Regions from separate parts of the Mus musculus genome. Here region 2 is linked to region 1. A link is a contact called in public Hi-C data. All regions are on one chromosome and are shown on one strand. Each heading gives the region's core, a stretch centred on a gene start, on an enhancer-like site or on the middle of the called end of the contact. The rest is flanking DNA. Distances are from core to core; before and after follow the strand shown.

Region 1 (4,149 bases), core at 1,107-3,606:
TGTCTTTGTTGGACAGGTCCACATGGTTTTGGGGGTGGCACACCTGAAGGAAAAGACTGAGATAGTCTCTAAGTTGAAAGGCTTGAGAAATGTAGATCAAGTAGTCTCAGGGAAAGGGGAAAGGTCTGGGAGAAAGGAGCCAAGGAACTGCAAAGTCAGAGAAGGAGGACATAGTGGACAGGCAGTAGATGAAGACTGGAAGGAGCCAGGCACTAAGGCCGTGGAGCTGAATAACGTTGGAGACAGAGAAGGCATCCCCACATTGGGATGCCCACAGGAATCACCTGGTGCTGGAGCTCAATCACCCAGGGAAATCCAAGAGTTATGGCTTTTACAGCTGTCTCCACATTCTGTTGGGGAAGACAGAGGATGGTTAGAGCCAAGGCAAGGATGCAGGAGTGAGACCCTGCAGGATGTATGGCTAGAATCAGAAAGAAGGGAGGGTGGCCATGTTCAAGCCAGTGGCAGGTTCCAGAGGAACATAACATGGGTGTGATCCCAACAACGTACTGTGTTCTTCTAATTCTGGATGTCCTAGCCAAGCAGCCAAGCCCACAGCGTTCCCTCCAACAGTTGTAAAGAATTTCAAGCTCAGTGTCTGCACTGGGCTAGGCTACCTATCAAATACCCCTAGACAGACACAGCTCCATATGTTAATCATGAAGGGGAGCCACAGGTATTGTCCCCAGTGGTGTAAATAGAAGTGGAGCTTACATTTTTCCACAATCCAGAGAAAATAAAATAAACACATTCTTGAAGATTCTGCTTTAAAATGTGTAGAGACCTAAAGTCTCAACTAGTGGATCTCCACCTTTCTAATGCTGCAATCCTTTAACACAGTTCCTCAAGCTGTGGTGACTTCCAACCACAAAATTACTCTATTGCTATTTCATAACTGTAACTTTATATTTTTATGAATTGTAAATATTTGATATGCACGATATTTGATATATGCGAACCACAGGTTGAGAAACGTTGCTTTAGACAATGATAATGCCTTATAGCATATACTATGATCTCTGCTGTAGAAAGAAAACCAGCAACCTGTCAGTAACTGGAATTATGGGGTGTTTTTAAGGAAAACAGAGAAATCATTCAATAGCTCTAAGTCCTATTTCTATAAAAGCAGAAACTAAAGTCAGCCACAGATCAAAGGCTTCTCCAGTATCCAGCACAGCGACGGAGCTGCAGGACTCATGCAGTGCATACCTCATTTCAGTGTGACATAAAAAGTATATCTGCCAGTCAGAACTGGATTTTAAAATGCAATCTAATTGTGAGGAAGATGTTCAGAAAAAAATTATACATCTATACATCTATTCAAGAGTTATAAAAGTAATTACACAATCAAAATAAAGTAAATGGATTGCCACTAGGGTCCAACTGTCAAGTCTTCTGAGGATTGCTGCTCATAAAATTCATATTTTGATGAGAGTGCTTCGACTGACTGGAAAGGGAAAACTAAAGGAGTCCCTACCTTTACTGTATAGGCAATGCACTGGTTTTCGAAGTGAGATGGGGAATTTTTACATAGTCCACAGGGAATAGAAGTTCATAAAGGGGAGCAGACTGACGGGATATATATTTTTAAGTAAAGATGCTCTTCTTTGGAAGAGCTACAAACATTAAATATGGGTCATTTGGGAAGAATAAACTGCAGGTAGAAACAGGGTAAGGAATAAATGTAAGACACCAACGTTTCCCAAATGCATCTGTGTCACAGATGTCACGCTTGACTGTAAAATTAAATTAGACACGAGCTTCTAATGCTTTAAAAAGAAATAACAGCTTCAGTTACTGGATTTAACAGGCTCATCAACATCCATTTGAACATCCTGCAAACCTGTAACAAGGTTGAACTTGAACTGCCATGTGTCAAAACAATGGTGAAACTAATCATACTTTATGGTTGAATGAATTCTTTAGAGTATAAGTCTTCTTGGCTAATTGTTAAGATCTTTCTTATATATGTTGAATTAATTTAGAATGCCAGATTACCATATTATAAGGGACAATAGTAAAAGCTGCTCATTATACAGGAATTAATAGGACCAGAGGCAGAACAAATAGAACTTTGCTTCAAGAGGGGCTTCCCCAATCCAGCAGTGCTCCCTAGAATACACAGCATTCCCCAATATAGGTAATACCTTCCTGTGTGCATGGCAGTGTCTAGTCTATGCAGCATCCTCCAGTCCATATAGTATCCTCCCTACACTGAGTCTGCAGAATGAACCCCCTGTCCGTGCAGTACTCCTGTCCACACATGTCCCCAGTCAATACGGTAATACCATTCATGTGCCTCACCCCATCCTACAGCCTCAGCAGCTTTGCTTTGCATGCAGACTCAGCCATTCTGGAACTGAAATTCTTTTCCATGACTAGCTGTCCCAAGTTCAATTCAAGTTTACTGATCAGTAAGATTGCTAACCTGGCAGCAAGCCTCAAAACTTATCTAAATATTTGACCCAACCTTTAAAACTATTCAGACTCATTTTTTTTTGAGGCAGAAATTGACAAATCCATTCTCAGTTGTATTTGGAAAATCAAGAATTCTAGAACATTTAATAAGATTTTGGAAACAGGAGCAAAAATAGAAAATCACAGTTGTCAACTTCAGAACACTACAATGGTGCATGGGAAAGTCCTTTGATGGGGCATGGTTCAGGCATAAGCACCAGTAACTAGATGGCTTAATTAGAAATAGAGAACCCAGAAACCAGGGCCTTGAGAGTACCTTGCCTTCAGTAAATGGGGCAAAGATGGTTATTATAATCACAGTGGTTTTTGATTATAATTCAACTTCTTAGGAGGCTGAGGCAGGAGGAAGATACTAACCTGGGCTACATAGTGAGGTCCTGAATAAAATATAATAAATAAAGGCAGAGAAGAAAGGCACCGGGATAAATGGACACACATGCTACTAATGTACATGCATCCTACATTTTATCATATGCTGAGATTAGTTCAAGATAATTTGAAGACTAAGGGTAAAGGCAGTGTGCTTAGTCAGGACGCTCTAGAGAAGTAGAATTGTTAGAATGAATAAGTGTATGTATTAGAGTTGCTAATCAGGCTATTGCCATACTACTCCAACAATGGCTGCCTCCCACTAGAAAGGCAAAGATTCCAGTAGTTGTTCAATCTACAAGGTTGGATGTCTCCCATCTGGTCTTCAATCTTCATTAGAATATTGAAGAAGTCGGTTCTCACACCAGTGAGGGAATGCCTCAGCCACAGGATAGGTGAACTTGCCAGTGAGAGTGAACACACTAAAAGGTAAAGCTCTCTGTCTTCCCTGTCCTTTTATTTGGGCTGTCACCAGAAGGTATGACCCAGATTTAGGGTGGGTCTTTCCATTTCAAATGATCCAACCAAGAACATGTCCACCTGCTTGGTTTTAGTTGATTCCATATATGGTCAAGTTGACTACCAAGATTAGCCATCACAGAGTGCATATATATTTGATAAGAAGACTTGAGAGCAAAGATCTGACATTACTTTCTTAGAAGTTACAAAGCATAGAAACCACATATAAAGAGAAAAGCAAAATCTACATAGGACCACACTGAAAACAGTGAAAGAGAACCCACGAACCTGACTAGCAAATTCAAAATAATATATACTAAGGATGTTCTATAACTCAAAATTCAGTGACAGTTTTTAAAAAGAAAAATAAATTAGGAAAATCCACTTGAGGAGACAACCAAACCCCATGAAGATGTTCAGCAACATCACTGGGTGCATGTGAGATCAAACCACTGTAAGGCTCCATTTGCTTTCCATTACAGTGGCCCTCAGGTGAAAACAACCCGAATATCCATCAAGTAGTGGATAAGGAAATAGACATGGAAAACAAAACATGGTGAAATGATACAATTAAACACTGCTTTGCTATAAAAATAATGAAGTGATATATATATTAAGTTAAAGGTGGACCCTGAAAATATTCAAAAAAAAAAAAACAAAAACAAAAGCAAAAACCAATCAGGGTAGAAAGATACCATTCCCAGGGCTGCGTTCTAAGTCATCTACAAGCAAGTCAACATGTTACAGGATGAGGGGGAATGACTTCTAGCTGGAGGAGGTTTCTTTGTAGGATGAAACTGTTTTAATTCTAGTGGTGGTTGTGCAGCTCGAATGCAGTAGAAA
Region 2 (4,149 bases), core at 726-3,225, 39 kb after region 1:
ATTATTTTTCTAAGTAAATGCTCTAAATTCTGTGAACTGAAACGATGGCATAGCTAGGCATTGCAAAGCTCAGTAATGTTATGCACAGTAATTGTTAAGAAACTGCAGAATTCTTCAAAGGTGTCTATGCTCCTGGGATTTGTTAGACACCATTCATCAGAGGTTCAAGTACTGCAGCATGAACTGCAGGTAACACAATCCTCGGATTCTGAGAATGTGCAAGTGTCAATCTTGGCAGATTTACTTTAAATACAACCCCGAACCTCAACACAATGGAGTTTAGCACTACATTACTGCAAACAGTTCCCTTCAAGTCCAGTTCTGATGGGCCATCTCACATCATCAAGGTTCCCGTGACACATAAGATGCTGAACGGGTCTTGGGACTGTCTTGCGACTTAGTGATTGACGTGGAGCTCAACAAGCTTATTTGAAGACTTCTGTGTCATGCATGCACTTAAAACTGAAGTCTGCCAAAACTCACGGAGAGGTTCAAAGTAAAACAAATCACTTCAAGTCTTCCTCTAATGGTAACCGTTACTAACAAGACTTGTTGCAAGAACATTCCCAAAATGCACTGTGGGAGGACATTCTATTCAAGTCCTGAGAGATATACACCAGAGAGCCAGTGGCACTTGCTTTCTTCTATTTCCAGGTAATCTAAGTGGATTTCCTAAGGTATGAGTCCCATCTGCTGTACTTGGGTAACTACTCACATTACAAAGTATTAAAAAATAATTAAAACAAACAAAAAACCCAAATCCCACCACATTCCACCCAAAATGTGGACGATGTTGAGGGACTCTGTAGGATGGTTCAGTTTGCAAAGCAGATACACTGGTCTTGACACATTAAACATACCACTGTGCACTAGCTATTTCTGAAGCCTTGTGACTGGACAGTTAGCAGCCACTCCAGCCTACAGTCTTAGAAACCTTTGTTACCCTAAAAGGACCTTATTCTCCTGTAGTGCTGAAGGCTTGGGCTCTTGAGCAAAGTTAAAAAGGAGGCGTGACTGCACCCCAGGACACACGCACACAGCTTCCTAAGGCCATGATAAACAGCTGCTGGCTTGCACCCTCTCCAGAACACTTGGCTGAGCTGTGTGGGTGGCAACTTGAAGGTTTCCAAGAACTTTCCGTTTTTGTTTAAATCAACATTTCAGGGTTTTGTCAATCAATAGTTTCGTTTCTTTTAAAAATAGGGGGGTGGGTGGGTAGGACCTAGAATAGACTTTTAAAAACATGTTGCAAAGTTGGCCCATCAGCATTCTCTTGGTTTCTGGGCGATACTGAGCTGGTGGCCCAAGCGATAGACAGAGGCAGTTGGCACCACACCTCATCAAGGGGACAACAAGAAGCCCTGCATAGTGCCTGAGTGGCTGCCAGAGCCCTGCCTACGACCAGAGAGACCACTCCTTGGAAGAAATACTGGACAGAGCCCAAACCCCATGGTCTGGAAGCCTTAGTTACCACGCTGTAAAGGAAAGCACCTGTGCCCCATGACCCAGATGTTAAAGATAAGAAAATAAAAACCTGCACGCTGTAACTGTGAGGCAAGGAAGACAAGATTGCGGTGCCCAGGGGCTAGTGTTATCCACTATGCCCAGGGCCCAGAGCCAACCCCCGCCCACAAGAGCCACCCGGAAAGGGGGATACAAGGACTCAAGAAAGGAGGAGGCGCTGGGAGAGGAGGGTAGGCAGGGAGACTGAAGGGACTCAGAGGTTGAGGAAGAGGGCCTCCAGGGGACCCCACTCACCCGCGCGGGCACCAGTAGGTGACTAGGACGCCCGCGGGGGGCGGCCAGGGACTGCGATCCCTCGGCGCTCATCGCCGCCCACGCGGCTAGGCGTGCGCTTCGGGCTCCGGAGCTCCTAAGTCCAGCGCCAGCACGGCGCCCGCGCCCCTCTGTGGACGGGCTGGGGCGGACAGAGCCAGCAGCCACTGCGCTAGCAAGCAGGGCAGGCACGGAACCCCGCCCACCTCCCAGCAGCCCGGCCCCTACTACTCTGCTCACCGCCCACCAAGCCCCGCCCATTACCATCAAGCCACGCCTCATGCCCGGTAACCCCGCCCATCAGCTCTGCCCTTCCACCTCCTGTCAGTGAGGGGTGAACTGGTTTGTGAGCTGGTTGCCACCTCCTTGCTGAGACCATCACTTCCCCCACCTCGGTCAGCAAAGTAGAAAGCTGAAACAAGCTCAGATGCGCGCATCCCTTAGGGTTGGAAGGCTAACCGGGCACCTGGGTCATGGGGGACCAGGAAGCTATTACCAGTGGATTCTGGTGATACCTTCACTGTAGCCACTTCTGCTGGCAAAGCTTCTTAGATTCTGAGTGTAGTGGTACTTTGTCCTGACAACAGCCTTGGGTCCTTTTGGTGTCTCCGGACTTCCACACAGTAGCCTAGACTGGCTACCCTAAGGACCCACTTTCTGGGAAAAATGAGAGCATATGAACATACTAAGTCCTTCAGCCTCAGTGGTCTCCATTCCTGTATGTCTGTCTTTTCCTCTCTTGGCATCTGCTTAGGCTCCAGTTCCCATCTGAGGGCAGCTTGGGATCTGTACCCCTAATTTCACTCTGCCTCCCACAAAGGGCTCCAGCTTAGTCACCAGTCCCAGTTAAGAACGTCTCTTATTTGACCAAATTTGTAACAAAAGAAATGTCATAAAAGTGATATTGGGTTTTATAGATTCATATCATACTAGTATAAATGTAAATAAAAATTAGTCTGGGCTAAAAGTCTATGCCTGTCTGCACCCTCACCCAAGGGTTGCCAATACTTAACTAAAAAGCAAACATATTTTCCTCCCTCTTCAGGTCTTATACCTCAGCCCCATCACTCACAGGCATGTATGTGCCAGTGGACAGCACCCCGCGATGCTTATCTTTACTGCTGCACTATTAGGAAAGACTGGCAGTCTAATGTGGGGTTTTCATGGCCCACAATGGACAAACAAACCATGCACAGCTAAAACCTGAGCAGCCCTGGGCTTGTGACCCAGCAGTACAGGAGCAAAGCTTTCCACATTCCCAAGTCTTATTTAGCACCTGCCTACAATTCTGCGGCTTTGGTTCATGGACAAAGAGGGTTATGACCATCTTTTTATGCTTTCCCAGTATAAAAAGCGAGCCTTAGATGACTGGATAAAAAAATGTTTAGCAATTTTTGTTTGTAGAAAAACCTAGCATAAGAATGAGGTCATGCAACTCATTTGAGGTTGCGTCTTGCAAAGTAGATGGGTTCAATCTCTGAGAAATCAGAGCTCTAAAGATAGACTTCTTACAAAGGGAAGACTCATCCCATAGTCTGAAGGAGAGACAAGCATGTAGTTATTCATCATGTTAGAGTTGGTAGACTGCATATTAGTTCAAATTTTGCAAGTAGAAAACGACTTGGGCATCCTTTGCTGAAACCTAAGCTAATCATTAATTTGGTGAATTCTGTGTCTTTCTTGGTGCTCATTGGAGCCCTGTCTGTACTCATTCTGTTTCTTGATTCAGGATAGGTGACGTGCACCGGGGCTGCCTTGGGAAACTATACAGTTCAGGCTTGAATTGTAATTTCTCAGATTTTGTGCATCAAGAGCTAGGGTTGCTCGTAAGAGTTCTGCTACTTCATTTCCAAAACAGTGGGGATCCAGTTCACAAAAGTTAACAGTAAAACACTGACCATCCAAAAAAAAAAAATCTGAGCAGGCCTATGTGGTGTGAATTTCCTACAGTTTGACTCAGAAGTTTCCATGGTGCAAGTAGAGTTGTTTCCGGAATGTTCCCCAAAGTGAGTCACTGTCTCCTTAACTATTACCTCCAGTTAGCAGAAACACTGTAAATGTCTCACACAGCCATGGTGACAGGAAAGCCACGGCACTGAGAACCGGGTGAAGCTGGTGCATTGCACCTACAGTCGGGAAGAAGGAAGAGATGAATACTCGGTGCTCAAGTAAATTGCTCCCTTTTATTCAGTCCACGACTCCACGGCGTGCACTGATGCAAGCCGCATTCAGAGCGGGTCTTCCCACCTCACTTAAATCAATATGGAAACTCCCTCACTAACATGCTCAGATGTCAGAATGCAGTCCAGGAATGGAGTCTCCTGTGAGGAGAAGTCTGGGTGCTTGTGGGAGCACCACAAAGAAAATAAGACA

Evidence for each region. Hi-C and Micro-C count contacts between places; a contact is called where the count stands out from the background.
Region 2: a Hi-C map of liver shows a contact between it and region 1, with 2.8 times the contacts expected there. The contact joins the promoter of Sntg2 here to the enhancer-like site in region 1. A contact is called at or near these places in 3 of 39 promoter capture datasets (epiblast stem cells and liver), 8 of 484 Hi-C or Micro-C datasets (Sertoli cells, liver, rod photoreceptor and 1 more) and 2 of 9 other capture datasets (adipose tissue and liver).

What each region holds. Positions count from the first base shown.
Region 1 is chr12:30,332,290-30,336,438 of GRCm38.p6, forward strand. The region is part of intron 1 of Sntg2 (syntrophin, gamma 2); the gene reads right to left. Among named protein-coding and RNA genes, the nearest start is that of Sntg2, 39 kb to the right of the region's middle. Within about 2 kb of position 2,357, at least 2 of the 459 cell types and tissues checked have an H3K27ac peak or open chromatin away from gene starts, as enhancers often do. A contact at or near this core is called in liver, where this site is marked.
Region 2 is chr12:30,371,400-30,375,548 of GRCm38.p6, forward strand. It overlaps Sntg2 (syntrophin, gamma 2), which reads right to left and starts at 1,976. Exons shown (of 17, transcript NM_172951.3): 1 at 1,759-1,976. The coding sequence starts at 1,830.